2 separate regions of the Oryctolagus cuniculus genome follow, and region 2 is linked to region 1. The links are chromatin contacts, called in public Micro-C maps. All regions are on one chromosome and are shown on one strand. Each heading gives the region's core, a stretch centred on a gene start, on an enhancer-like site or on the middle of the called end of the contact. The rest is flanking DNA. Distances are from core to core; before and after follow the strand shown. Region 1 holds the start of PDGFRA (platelet derived growth factor receptor alpha). Region 2 has its middle 75 kb from the start of LNX1.

Evidence for each region. A called contact is a pair of places that touch in the nucleus more often than the background predicts.
Region 2: a contact with region 1 is called in a Micro-C map of ear pinna, with 5 times the contacts expected there. The contact joins two enhancer-like sites. A contact is called at or near these places in 2 of 6 Hi-C or Micro-C datasets (ear pinna and an unstated tissue).

What each region holds. Positions count from the first base shown.
Region 1 is chr8:109,935,047-109,942,347 of mOryCun1.1, reverse strand. PDGFRA (platelet derived growth factor receptor alpha) reads left to right here and starts at 7,194. Exons shown (of 23, transcript XM_070048112.1): 1 at 7,194-7,301. Within about 2 kb of position 3,182, at least 2 of the 8 cell types and tissues checked have an H3K27ac peak or open chromatin away from gene starts, as enhancers often do. A contact at or near this core is called in ear pinna, where this site is marked.
Region 2 is chr8:110,254,461-110,261,761 of mOryCun1.1, reverse strand. No RefSeq gene overlaps it. Among named protein-coding and RNA genes, the nearest start is that of LNX1, 75 kb to the left of the region's middle. Within about 2 kb of position 2,916, at least 4 of the 8 cell types and tissues checked have an H3K27ac peak or open chromatin away from gene starts, as enhancers often do. A contact at or near this core is called in ear pinna, where this site is marked.

The sequences.
Region 1 (7,301 bases), core at 1,933-4,432:
AAGCAGTGCACACACACCCAGCTAGGAAAGACCGTGGCAGGTGTAGGAAAAGGCCAGCCTTGAAAGAGCAGTATGAGGTGACATCAGAGGGGTAGACAGGGCCGTGTGTAGGAGGTGCCGGGATCTCAGGAGAAGGGGCTGGTGCTGTGGCACAGCGGGTTAATGCTGGCAAACTACATGGGCATCAGTTCGAGTCCTGGCTGCCCACTGCTGCTCCAGCTCTCTGCTAATGGCCCTGGGAAGGCAGCAGAGGATGGCCCAAAGCTCCCGGCTCCTGGCTCCTGGCTTTGGTTTGGCCCAGCCCTGGCCTTTGCAGCCATTTGGGGAGTAAACAGTGGATGGAAGACCTCTCTCTCTCTCTCTCTCTCTCTCTCTCTCTCTTCTAGCTCTTTCAAATACATAAAATAAATCTTTAAAAAAACAACTCAATGAGAAGTCATTGAAGACCACTAGGAAATGAAGGCCAATGTAAGAGCTATGGAAGAGCATGCTGTCCACGTGGACGGCTTACATCTATTTATTTATTTGACTGGCAGAGTTACAGAGAGAGGGAGAGACAGAGCGATTGTCTATGTGCTGGCCACACACGGGTGGCCCTGGAGTCGGGCTGAGGAGCTTCTGGACTACTGGCCATGTTGTGGGTGTCACACGAGTGTGTGTACTTCATGTGAGATCCCTGGGTTATACGCTGTGGTTTGTGTTCTTTTTGTATGTATAGTATATGTCCAGGACAAATATAGCGCTTGCGTGAAAAATGGGAGCTTGCACTTTAAAAGTGCTCCATGCTGTGTGGGGCAGGGTCCCAGTGCAGGAGAGGCTCCCAGGTGGGAGGACCCTCCAGGCTCGGTGGGGACACAGCAGAGTCTAAGAGGAGTGGGCCAAAAAGGCGAATGAACAACGCTCACCATTGGCAGGAATCCAGGGGTTGGGGCAAAGGGAGGACACAGCAAAATCCTTCCAGGGAGGGGCCTAGGGGAGCCTCAGCCCTGTAGTTTGCGGGCGTCCACTCGTGCCAGGCTGATCTCAGGGGAACCGGAGAAAAGCAACGTGATTCAGAACATGTGGGTCTTGACTTTGTGGGGACGGGGACTCCCCACGTTAGGGTGTGGGGATCGGAGCCCTTGCTGGGCTCAGGGGAACCCCAAGATAGGCTCAGCCCAGGTTCTTATAAGAACATAAGTAGGAGACATGGACAGAGGTGGACAGGAGAGCAGGACTTAGTAGGAGGCAAAGGGCAGTACACACTCAGACGGGAGCCCGGGGACCCTCAGGAGAGAGAATGGCCCCATCCTGGCTGGGGAGGGGGGTTCTGGGCAGGGCCTGAAGGAGGACCCGCAGGAGGCAGGGTTTGGGGTGGACCCCAGGTGGGTGTGCCCAAAGTCCTCAGCCCTGGTGGGTCAGCAGGGAGGGTGATGGGGTCTGGGCGGTGCACATGGCTTGGGGGTTGGCAGCTCTTGACTTGGGAAACCTGCAAGTCAGGGGATCCGGGTGGACAGACAGACGGGGCTGCAGGGGGACCTCCGGGACACGGCAAAAATCCTCCCGGTTGAGACAGTGCCCAGGTCACTGGCACCTGTGTCGGTTCAGAGGTTGTGCTTTTCGGGGACTAGACTTTAAACACCTGGGAGACGCCTTCCGCTCCTCCCCCCTTGCTGTTTCTTCCCACCACCTGTCCCCACCCAGCCTTGCCCATCGATGGAAGATGTCCATCTGCCCTTTGACCTAAGAGGCATGGGCACAGTGTGAACCCTGCCATGCAGACAGGATGCCCAAGCCGCTGGCCAAGAGAGGAGAAAATGTTTTATTCCCGACACTTGCAAGGGCTCAGGGAATGTTGGCGCCTGTGAGATGACGCTGGAAGCCAGCAGCGTCCGTGCCTTCCCTCCTGGAGTGTACATCGTGGCCTCGGTGGGTTGGTGGCCTCGGCCACGGGGTGCCCGGGCTCTCGGTGCTGCCGCCTCCGTGTCCTGGCTGCTGCAAGGAACATCGGGTAGGCTGGAGCATCCAGAAATGCCACAGAAGGGCTAGGCGCGGCACCGGAACACGGCGCCTTGTACAACGGCATCGCAGACCTGAACCTCCAGGAAATGACCGCTTCTGCCAACCGCGAGCCCAGATTCTGAGATTCTCAGGATAATTGGAATATGCATCTCCCAGCCACCCTTCAGGGGCAGGGTAGATCCCGCTGGTGTTTGCCCGCCGGCTGCTGGTGACAGCAGGATGAGCCGTGTGTTACGTGTGCTTCTTGGGAATGGAACTTGTCCTGATCCCTGCGCTCCAAGGCTCAGCGCTGACGCAAGCCCCAGCCCAGAAGCTGGGGAGGGCGGGAGCCTCCAGCCCAAACTCTGTTCCACTTTCTCAGGTCTTATCAGTAGCTTTGGGGATGGGCGGATAAGATAAGGGCTGAGTGCTGTGTGAAGCCTGAGCCTTTCTTTTGGAAATACAGGCACAGGCGTGCTCTCTTGAATGCTGAAGGCAAGCTCTTAAATACGGCAGTGCCCCAAGGACAACTCAGGGACTCCACCCACGTGCTGAACAAACACACGGGGTGAGCGCAGCCCTGGAGATGCACGGGGTCAGAGGGCTGAGCACTGGGCGTGTTGGGAGTTGCTAATGGTCACCGAGACCGGTGTCTGCAGGCACGCAGGCACGCACGGAGCTGGCAGTCCCAGATGCCAGCGCCGGCCCACCCCCCTGCTGCTTCTGTCACCGGGAAATTCAAGCGCCCCCCCCCCCCCAGGAATCTAGGCTCTTCTATCAGTCACTCCTGCTCTGTGCGTGCGACAGTCCGTTGTGTCTGGTTTTCTCGAGCCATATGGACGTAGGTCTTTAATTTCCTCTCGTGTGTTTCTACAATGGATACGTGCCTCTGCACGTGTGCAGTCACCCAGGGGAAGATGGACTCGTGTCGGCGACTTCAAGGCCAGGAGCGCTCCCCTAGCCCGTCTCCGCTGGTGGTTGCCAGCTGGGTCCCAACGCAGCTCAGCCGCCACCGCCCCTCTGCAGTTGGGTGAGGTGCTCAGTCCCAGGCTTCCCGCAGCTTTGAGTGTGTGGCTTTCCAGTTGGAATTCCCGGATTGCCCAGCCCAGGGCCTGGCCTGCCCTGGATGGTGCTCACTGGCCTCGCTGGCAGCTGTGGCCCAGCCTCCTCCCCTCCCCCAGCACCTACAGGAGGGGGAGGCGTTCAGTGTCACCTCGGGCTCCTTGGGGGCTGCACTGAACAGCGCCAGTGTCTGGAGGGGGCTGGAGAGGCTCCGGGACGGCTGGGCCTTCGACCTGGTCTCTCTCCAGAATATTTGGGAAGGAAGGTTTGGCTTGGCTGGCTCCGGGCATCCATTGCAGAGCTGGCCTCTCGCGCCCTCTAGTGGGGCAAAACCTCAGCACGGCCGACCTAGAGCTCCAGCGAGGGGCCCGCTTCTCCAGGGAGGGAGCCCTGAATTCGATTCATAAATGCGCTCACGGCGCAACAGAGCCATTCGCCAAGTGCACGCGCAGCTCGGGCCGCGGAGCGCCTTGCGGGCGTCCGCAAGGGCCGCTGGTTCTTGAGTTTGCAGTGCAAAGTCTAGGAGGCTGGGGGTCCCGGGCGATCACGGAAAACGCGCCCTAATCAAAGGCAATCTCCTCGTCATTGTTGGCCTGGGAAACATTAGCTCAGGAGCTGGCGGGCAGCACGAAGGCCTCTTATCTCCCCAGACGGCTCCACCCCGGAGTCCCAGCCGCACGGAGATTGCGCGGGGTGGGGGCGGGATGGCTCCGCGAGCGAGCCAGGCGCTGCGTAGCTGCGTGTGTGTGCAATCGCTTTGTGCTTCGTGTCACATCCTGACGGTTCTTTCGGGACACTTAAGGGCCGTCCGTCTTTGTACTGCCCCAAGCATTCGCTTCTCTCCGAGGCTGCAAATTACTAGCTCCAGACTGCTTCTTCCCTCAGAACTGCACCACACCATCTTTTTTAAAAAAGATTTATTTAGTTATAAGAGAGAGAGAGAGAGAGAGAGAGAGATCTTCCATCCTCTGGCTCACTCCCCAGATGACTACAATGACTGGGATGAAACCAGGAGCCTGCAGCTCCATCCAGGTCTCCCACGTGGGAGCACAGCCCGAAGCACTCGGGCCATCTTCCGTTGCTTTCCCAGGCACATTAGTGGGGAGCTGGATCGGAAGTGGAGCAACCGGGACTCGAACCAGCTCCTGTATGGGATGCCGGAGTGGCAGGTGTCAGTTTAACTCACTATGCCACAATGTTGGCCCCTGCACAAAGTTGCAAACAGCGCCTCCACAGGGGAGATTTATTTGAGCGCCAGACCAGCTGGGGCACCCACTGATGGCTTCCCACAGCGCGGGGTGACCTGGGAGCTGAGTCAGCCAGGCCAGGCCGTGGGGGAAAGCCGAGGGCCACGCTTAGGTTAGGACTGCGAGGGCGCCCTCCACTCAGATTCTCTCTGTGTGGAAAACGTCTATGATTAAAGATCCGGGGATGCGGGAGGAGGCCAAGGCTGAGCAGCCAGAGGGCCACGGCTGTCCTGCAGCCACGAGGTGTGCAAGGACCGTTGTCCAGTTTGTTCATTTCCTGAGCCAAAGAGGGAGCCATCGCCTGGCCTCCCAGAGCTGAGTGTCTTGGCCAGGAGCCTGGGGGAAGCCAGTCTAGGCTCTGTGGGTTGACTCCAGGAGAGATTGTTTTATTACCTCCAAACACAGAAGGGTCTGCACTGAAGATCAAGCCATGGTGTAAGTGCGAACCTTGAGGCTCTGGGGGCGGAACTGTGAGACTAGGGGGAGCCAGGGGGGAGAGGCACTGGAGAGGGGAACTGTGAGACTAGGGGGAGCCAGGGGGGAGAGGCACTGGAGAGGGGCCGGGGCCAGCACTGGGGCGCAGTGGGCTAAGTCTCTGCTTGCAATGCAGGAAGCTCCCGAATGCATGGCTGCTCACCCAGCTCTCTGCTCCTGCAAATGAGAAGGCAGCCGATGAGGGGCCAAGTCCTTGGGCCCCGCCACCCACATGCAAGATCAGGATAGAGCCCCTGGCTCCTGGCTTCAGCCTGGCCCAGCCCCGGCCATTGCAGCCATCTAGGGAGTGAACCAGCAGAAGGAAACTCTCTCTTTTTCAAATAAAGAAATTAGCCACCATCTCTTTTGACTTCCAACATAAGCAACTGAAGACAGAATTTTATTTCTACTATGTTTTCAAGAAGACAGGGGGTGGTTTACCAGGTTCATGAAGCGAGCTCCATTGCCTAATTTCCCTGTTTGGGGGAGCCTCATGGTCCATCCTAGCTGCTGAAGCTCCAGCCACACATCCGCTTTTCACCCAGCAGAAAGACCCAACTGAGAAGCCTGTGTCCTTGAGTTTTTAGGGACCCTTCCCAGCAGTGGCAGTCACAACTTCGGCTTTCATCCAGTTGTCCTGAATTGTACCTCGCTGCAAGAGAGACAGTGAGGGGGAGACTTCCATCTCGGGAAAGAAAAAGAGAGACCCTATGACGGAGAAGGAAAGACAGAACCACGGCAATAGGACAGCACGCAGTCATCGGCATTGGGTCTGCCTTGCTTGTCTGTCCCTGAGAGTGAGTACCCTGGGGTCTCCTGCTGGTGGGTGGAAAGCTGGGCCCCCAGAGCCTGCATCCTGGGGGTATCACGGGCGATCACGGAGTACAGGTGTGGCTATGACCATAGCTTGGACAACCTTATTGCCGAAATACTGTGCTTGCACCATGACTCCTAAAACACAAGTCCATCAGGTGTGCCTGGCTCCAGTGCACAGTGTAGGTAGCTCTCTAACCTCAACCACCTCTCATTGTGTGGGTTCAGACAGCAGCTGACTATTTGGAGACGGATTCTCAGGGTCTTCTCTGCCGACGGATTCTCTCCAGGATTTTCTTCTTTGTTTTGTATTTATTTACTTGAAAGGTAGTTACAAAGAGGCAGAGAGAGAGAGAGAGAGAGAGAGAGAGAGAGAGAAATAGAGATCTTACAGCTGCTGGTTCACTCCCCAAATGGTTGCAACAGCTGGGGCTGGATCAGACCAAAGCCAGGATCCCGGAACTCCATCCAGGTCTCCTATGTAGGTGGCAGGGGCCCAAATACTTGGGCCATCTTCTGCTGCCTTCCCAGGCGCGTTAGCAGGGCGCTGGATGGGAAGTGGAGCAGCTGGGACTAGAACCAGCACCCATATGGGTGCCAGCATTGTAGGTGGTGGCTTAACCCAGTGTGCCCCAACACCTGCCCTAGTGGCTTTTTCAAATGCTTCAAGCTAGAAGTATTTTGTTTCCTGATTGTGTTGTTCTTGGTTGTTCCTCAACATAGCACCAGCCCCTGTCCACACCAGGGACCCCATCTCCTGCCAGCGCAGTGCCTGCTGCTTCCCTCACTCCAGCCCACTCCCTCCTCTCTCTGATCACAGCACAAGGCCCCCTGCCTCCCAGAAGTCCCCTCTGCCCAGCCGCTCGCTCGCTCGCCTCCCGCTGACCTCAGGGGCTTGCTCACCTCCACAGGCTGCTCCCCAGCGTCACCCTCCTAGGCTCCCCAGGATGCGGCCTCCCCTGCAGGAAGCCTCCAGGGGCCTCCGATTGGTGCCCGCTCTCCTGTGCGCTGTGACATCACCGCGCACCTCCAGCCTCGCTGGAGCCCAGCACTGCCACTTGGCGTTCACTGACCGCTCACCCAGGCTTCGCCGCTGCAGAGCCCTGGGCAGCCGGCGCTCAGTGAGTCCTTCCGGCGTGAAATCCCAGTGCTCTGGGATGGTGATCGGGAGCCTGCCTCGCTGGCTTGCGATGTTCTCTGAGGACCTCCGTGGAGTGGGCCCGGGCCCACCTGACTGCGCGCGGCAGCGCCCCTCCGCCCAGTTCTTCCTTTCCCTCCACCGCGGGGCTCCGAGAGCACAAGGCCCCCTCTCCAGAGGCAGGCTGACCTCACCGGAGCCAGCCCTCCTCCCTCCCCAGCCACAGCTGCGTGCTGCAGAACGGGACGGCTGAGGCCCCTAATAAACTGCAGACCTCCCCATCGCCCTGCCCCCGCCTCCCGCACGCCGGCTTTCAAATTAAAAGCAACACAAACCCCAGGCCTAAGAAGGCGCTGGGAGGAAGGGGGACCATCGCATCTCTAAATCCAGGAAGCTGGGGTCCCCAAGAGCCCGCTCCGAGGGGCTCGCAGCCCGCCCCAGCCGCGCTGGACCACCGCGCAAGCTCGGGGCCTTGCACCCAGGGCAGCCTGCGGCGGCGTGAGGACCCCTGACACAGCCGCCCCTGGAAGGAGGGCCCCCAAGGAGCCCAAGGCAGACGCTGCACCCTCGGGCCTGGCTACCGCGGC
Region 2 (7,301 bases), core at 1,667-4,166, 320 kb before region 1:
AGGGCATCAGGCCAACTCTGGGCACAAACCAAACTCACAAAACCAACCCAGAGTGACATCTGCGAGGGGAGCAAAGCCAGCTCCCTGCCTGGGAGGCGCTGTGCCTCGCACGATGGCAAGCGGTGGGTAGGGGCCTCCACTCTGCAGTCTCCTACTCTCTGCCCCAAATTGTGATGATTTGAAAGTAAACCCTCTGCCTCCCTAAACACTTCAGCTCCAACTGGCAGCCCAACAGTTAAAAATACACTTCCTTTGATGTTTTGCAAAGCATAAGCCAAGTACCACAGACACGGAAATGCACCACAGTTTCTCTAGGAATCGGTAAAACATCTAGGGCAACACCTGTTAAGCCAGTGTTGGCCTAACTCACAGTCGCACCTAATTTGAAACAACTGTTTTTCCTCAGCCAACTGGCTACCCTATTGTGCCTCCTGCAAACAACAGAGTCCAAATTCAGTCAAGTCCCCCATCCCCAGAGAACGTCACGTCTCATTTCAACAAAGCGCTCCGAGCTGGGCGGCCGTCTCTCCCTAGAGTGGGGGCCACGCCAGGCTCAGAGGAACCAATCTTTGGGGCGATGTCGGCAGAAGTCAGAATCCCCGCACTCCAGAGGCCTTTGTGGCTGTAGCCTCTTCAACAGCCCGCTGGGGGGACGCCCAGAAGGGTCCCACCTCCCAGGAGAGTCCGTCCTTTCCTATGGAGGGGAGGGTACCAGGGTTTCTACCCACGGTTGGCTAGTGGCCACTGGGGTTGAGTTGTCCTACGTGAAGGAGTAGCTACCACGTGGGAGCTGTGGAGGAGGGCACTGTGGGGGTGCTGCAGCCTGCGCTGTGGGCCCCCAAATCCACGTCCTGAAGTTGTAGCCACGCCGTTCCTGGACCTGCTGGTGGGCACTGCGTGGAAGGAATCAAGCGAGGCCATCAATCAGGACTCGGATCCAATGGGATTAGTGTCCTTTTAAAATACACACCAGGGGGCGCTGTCTCCCTCTCCCTGTGCACAAACGGGCCTGAGCGATGGCAGCCAGGAGGCCGGCGGAGAGCCCTCACCAGTGCCAGCCTGGCCTTCGGGAGCTGTTGCGGCTCGGCTGGCCCAGCCTCTGGTGGCTTGTCGTGGCTGCCCCTGGCAGAGTGGGGGGAGGGGGCTACTGAGCGGGAAAGGAGACAAGGGGACTTCTCCCATAAAAGTGATACTCGGGCCGGCGCCGCGGCTCACTAGGCTAATCCTCCGCCTTGCGGCGCTGGCACACCGGGTTCTAGTCCCGGTCGGGGCGCCGGATTCTGTCCCGGTTGCCCCTCTTCCAGGCCAGCTCTCTGCTGTGGCCAGGGAGTGCAGTGGAGGATGGCCCAGGTGCTTGGGCCCTGCACCCCATGGGAGACCAGGAGAGGCACCTGGCTCCTGGCTCCTGCCATCGGATCAGCGCGGTGCGGCGGCCATTGGAGGGTGAACCAACGGCAAAAGGAAGACCTTTCTCTCTGTCTCTCTCACTGTCCACTCTGCCTGTCAAAAAAAAAAAAAAAGTGATACTCAGCATCAGGGCACCTCAAGAAATTCTTGGGAAATGGAACTAAAAGATAACTCTGTTTTGGCGCATTTTAATGAACTTTTTAAAGACTTTCATATGCATGGATTTCACAATTGTTTTGCGATACAATGAACTTCTTCAATTCCATTTTCTACAAGTTTTTTTTAAAAAAGATTATTTATTTGAAAGGCAGAAAGAGAGAGAGAATCTTCCATCTGCTGGTTCTCTCCCCAAATGGCCGCTGCAACAGCCAGGGTGGGGCCAGGCTGAAGCCAGGAGCCAGGAACTCCATCCGGGTCTCCCATGTAGGTGGCAGGGGCCCAAGGACTCTGGCCACCCTCTGCTGCCTTCCGAGGTGCATTAGCAGGGAGCTGGATGGGAAGTGGAGCAACCAGAGCTCAAACCAGCACTCTGATGTGGGTGCAGGCACCCGAGTGCCGTAGCACTTGGGACAAAGCTTTCGAAGTAGCCTCATCTTGATCAGAGTAGTTAAAAGGGTGAATTCATAGAAAAACAAATTGATCACACGGTCCATTTGAGACTTGTATATTTTTCTGTACGTAAACTCTACTTAAACTTAAGAAACGCTGTCCTGGAACCAGTGCTGTGGCATAGTGGGTAAAGCCACTGCCTGCAGTGCCGGCATCCCATATGGGCGCCAGTTCAAGTCCTTGCTGCTCCACTTCCGACCCAGCTCTCTGCTGTGGCCTGGGAAAGCAGTGGAAGACGGCCCAAGTCCTTGGGCCCCTGCACCTGTGTGGGAGACCCAGGTGAAGCTCCTGACTCCTGGCTTCAGCCTGGCCCAGCTCTGGCCATTGTGGCCATCTAGAGAGTGACCCAGCAGATGGAAAACCTCTCCTTTCTCTCTCTCTCTCTCTCTGCAACTCTTTCAAATAAATAAACAAATCTTTAAAAGAAAAAAGAAAGAGAGGCTGCCCCCCCCCCCGCAAGGAATGTGTTTGGAAAGCATGGCACCATCGTCTTCGCCCGTCTGCTGCGCCTGGCAGGAGGGAAAGTAGCAGGGAGGATTGGTCCCCGCACCCCCCGTGTTTATCGACTGTTAACTTAGGGACTCGCAGCTGGCCCGGGGTCACCAGCTGCCGATGCCCGTGTGGAGTCCAGGCCTGGGCTCTTGGGCTTCCGAGCTGCCCCATGCCCACCAGGCTACACCCGACTGTGCGGCCGCCCGGCCGCCAGGGCTGTGACCAAAGAACAGACGCCCCGGAGCGGCCGGGACCCCGGGTCGGCAGGGCAGCTGTGAGCACGGCGCTGGAGGCATCGTCTGCCCGTGCTGCTGCTCACTGCCCGCCGCGGCCAGGAAGGGAGCTGCGGCGGGCGGCTGCGGGGCCCGGCGAGGGCCGGCCAGAGCACTGCGGCGGGAGCCAAGAGCAACAGGAAGCCCCGGCCGCTCCCTCGCAGCAGTGGCGGCCTGGACACCCGGAGGGCCTGCAGCAGATGTTACACAAACAAAACCGCCTTTGACTCCGGCCGAAAACAGCCCCCGGCTTCCCCGCACCCCAAGTGTGCGCCGCTCTGGGTGGCCGCGGGCGTGTGTGGACGCCACTCCACGGGGTCCCAGGGGGCCGAGCCACGGGGACCGGCCCGCGGGGCTTGTTTGCTTTCCCGGGCAGTTCAGACTCAGGACGCCCTTGGAGACCTTAGGTGGCTGCCGGCCAAGGAGCCAGTGTCCCCGCGCCGGGGAGGCAGGAAGCTGGCCCCGGGCCAGGCGCATGGGTCAGCAGCCGGTCCCAGGGGTCCGGCTCTCTCTCTGTCTCTCTTTGTCCTCCTCGGGGTAGGATGGAGTTTGAAGGAGACCCTGTGCACACCTCCCAGGTGAGGGTGGGAGCCCCTGGGGTTTCCGTTCACCCTGGCTTGGGGGGCGAGGGGCCCCCTCTCCACTCTCCCCTGAGCCCTAAGTCTTCCCAGCGCACAGCTCTGCCCCAGAGCCTTCACTCTGCAGAAAACCACTTCCACCACTGTCCGGCGGCCCAGTCTGTGCCCCAGCCCGGGCCCCTCTGGGCTCCACCTCTTCTGCAGACACCCACCAGTGCTGTCCCCTTTCCTGCCGGCCGCGGGCAGCTGCCCAGGGCCCCGAGAAGCGAGAGCAGCAGCACCTGCAAGGGGCGAGTGTTTGCTCCAGGGTTCTCCCGTGCTTGGTGCCGCCCTAGGCGGTGCGCGTGTCTTCCTGCTCGTGCACGGCCCGGGAGAAGGGCACGGTCATCATCTCCACAGGACAGAGAAGTGAGCGAGGGCGGGAAAACTGCTCGCTGGCCGCGGTGGGGCGGAGGCGGAGCCAGACGCCCAGACTGAGCTGGCCGGGCTAACCTTGTGAGCCAGCCACTGCCTCGCGTGCCCTGGCGGGGGGACACGGGAGGGGCTGAGCTCCTCTTCCCAGGATCTCCCTCTGTCCAGAGCCCACCTCCCGTGGCTGTTCCCCGTGGGGTCACCGCAGCCCCCCACTGCTCACTGAGGCCTCTCGTGTGTCCCCCAAGCCAAAACCACTCCCCTCTGTGCTGTGTGCTCTGTGGCTGTACACGTGTGCTGTGTGCTCTGTCTCCATACACATGTGCTGTCACTCTTACATGTATGTGCTGTCACTCCTACATATGTGTGCTGTGTGCTCTGTCTCCACACACGTGTGCTGTGTGCTGTCACTCTTACATGTATGTGCTGTCACTCCTACATATGTGTGCTGTGTGCTCTGTCTCCATACATGTGTGCTGTGTGCTGTCACTCTTACATATATGTGCTGTCACTCCTACATATGTGTGCTGTGTGCTTTGTCTCCATACTTGTGAGTGCTGTGTGCTTGTCACTCCTGCATGTGTGTGCTCTGTCTCCATATACACATGTGCTGTGTGCTCTTACATGTATGCACTGTGTCACTCCTGCACATGTGTGCTGTGTGCTCTCTCTATACACATGTGTGCAGTGTGGTTGTCACTCCTGCACGTGTGTGCTGTGTGCTCTGTCTCTATACACGTGTGTGCTGTGTGCTCTGTCGCTGGTGCACCTGTGTGCTGTGTGCTGTGTCATTCGCATTTTGCCGGTGGTTGCTCTGTGGGTGTGAGAGGCAGGGTACCGGGCCCCAAGCCGGGTGTCCAGCCCAGCACTGGGCCTTCTACTGCCCTGGGGGAGGGAGGACGGCAGGGAGAGAGCAGTGATACGGCCCGAGCCGGCTGTGGTGGCTCCACAGGGGGCTTCCGGAGCCCGGGAAGGCCCCTCCGCCTGCCCGCCTGGCCCCTCACCCTGCCTCTACCACCTCCCCAGGGGACAACGACTTCTGTCTCGAGAAGGAGCTGGGGCAGGGGGTTCAGCGCCACACTGGGGGCTCACTCCTCGGGGAAGTCCCGCCCAGGGGCCGCCTCCTGTGGCGAGCAGGTGCAGCTGCGGGCGGGGCCGGCGAGTCCAGTGTGGGCGGGGCCGGCGAGTCCAGTGCAGGCGGCGTCTTAGGAAACCCCCCTGGCCGGGCCATCCAGAGTGACTCAGCACAGCCGGCTGTTGTCCGCAAGCCCGTCTTTTTCCCCACTTGCCTGGTCCCTGTGTTGGAGAGAGAAGGGCTATCTATAGGGCTCCCCGATGCTCTGTGAGACCCTGCTGGGCGGCAGGGGTGGGCTCAGCGTTCCGGCTCTCCTGAGAGTAATGGGGGCCTTCTTTCGAGCTTCCTCTGTGCAGCTGGGCAGGGTGGCTCCTGGGCTGGGAGTCGGGGGCTGCCCTCGGAGGTTGGGACCGGCCCTGGCCCCGCCTGGGCCCCCGCCGACGTCCCAGACAGCTGCCTGCTGTCTCTATTTTGGAGCGGCCCCCTTTGCAAACGTCCTTGAGACAGTGCCTTGCCCTCTAGTTTCTCGGGCTCGTCGGCTTCCTGCGGGCTGACCTTGGGAACCTGGCTGTGCCTGGAAGAATAAGCTGTAACCATTTTCCCTGTGGCCCTCAGAAGGCGGGTCAGGGCTCTGCCTCTTTCTCCTTAGATGGCAGATAGCTGAGACACGAAGAGGTGGCAGAGGGCCACCCAGGGAGGACCGGCGGGACCCAGCGGGCTGAGTCGCCAGGCATCCAAGGCTGTGGCTTCCTCACTGCCCTAACCCTTTAGTGGCCATGTAACCAACTGCCCAGTAGGGGGAGCTAGACCAGAAGGTTCCCAGGCTGAAGGCCAAACAACCGCCCTCGGCGAGGCAGGTGGTCCTGTGTGGGCTCTGGAAACTCCATCTGTGCCGATCCAAAGCCCCGAGCCAGGGCAGAGCGCTGTAAAGTAGCGTCTTGGGCTTTGCGGGCTGCCCGAGGTTGTGCGTCTCGCTTCCATCAGCAGAGCCTGGGTTTGGCTCAACGTGACGCTTGCCACAGCTAGGCAGGGCTGCGGGCTCTGAAGACAGGCCCTGGCAGGGGCACGCTGAGGGAGACGGGAGGTGCCGCGGCTCCTGCAGTCACACACCACGCGGGCAATGCTCACGGTCTCCGGCGGTAGACCCTGGGTCCAGAGACCTGCACCTTAACCACAGGGCCAGGAAGGAGGTGCAGTGAGGGCAGAATCTTGTAGAAGCGTCTGGAGCTTGTGGCCACCTGACCCACCAGCTGCTTGTGTGCCCTGAGACTGGGCCAAGTTCAAGTCCTGGGCAGCCCTTGGTGGGATCAAGATCTTTATGGAATAAACTTCTGTCACCAAGACGATGATGATATGTGGCAAATGATCAAGCCAGAACACTGTGTGTGTGTGTGTGTGTGTGTGTGTGCTTGGACCGATTTGTCTGAGAGCAAAAGTCACCAAATTTGACTGTGGGTCCTGAAAGGAGCCAGCGGCGGAGACAGGACGCCCGGCACAGTGACTGTCTCCGCGCCACCCCTGGGAAGCGGCCTGGTCCCCGGGGGGGCCTCACCACGCCCCTGTAGGCCACTTGCGCTGCCATCACAAAGACATCTGTGCTCCCACAGCCCTGGGGGTGCAGGCCGAGGCCCGGTGCAGGCTGGCTACTCCCGAGGCCTCTCCGCTTGGCTGGTGCCGCGGAGTCTTGCTGCCTCTGGGTGGCACACGTTCCCCCACCTGACCCTCCTCTTAGGGCATCGATGGCTGGTGAGTTCTTTTTTTTTTTTTTTTTTTTTTTTTGACAGGCAGAGCTAGACAGTGAGAGGGAGAGAGACAGAGAGAAAGGTCTTCCTTCCGTTGGTTCACCCCCCAAATGGCCGCCACGACCAGCGCACTGCACTGATCCAAAGCCAGGAGCCAAGTGCTTCTCCTGGTCTCCCATGCAGGTGCAAGGCCCAAGCACTTGGGCCATCCTCCTCTGCACTCCCGGGCCACAGCAGAGAGCTGGACTGGAAGAGGGGCAACCGGGACAGAATCCGGTGCCCCAACCGGGACTAGAACCCAGGGTGCCGGCGCCACAGGTGGAGGATTAGCCTAGTGAGCCGCGGCGCTGGCCCACTGGTGAGTTCTAAGTCCCAGGCCTCACGGCTGTGGGATGAGCCTCCACGTGGCTGCCATCTTCAACACACACTGTGTCCCAGGAGGACAGCGTGGAAATGCCACACCCCTCAAATGGCTGGGACCCCTGGGGATATGCCGCACGTCCTGTGGGCCCAGCGGGGAAAGGGGGCTCAGGAGAGGTCATCCGTGTCCCACCCCAGGAAGAGAAGCAAGGTGGTCCTTGCAGGATAGAAAGGGCGTGGCCAGCCTCCAGTCCGAAGCTGGACCGCCGGGACCTCATCCCTGGGTAGCAGATGGGCAGGCAGGCACTGGCCCTGGGCACCAGGCCGTGGAGGGGCTCTGTGGGGAGCCCAGGGC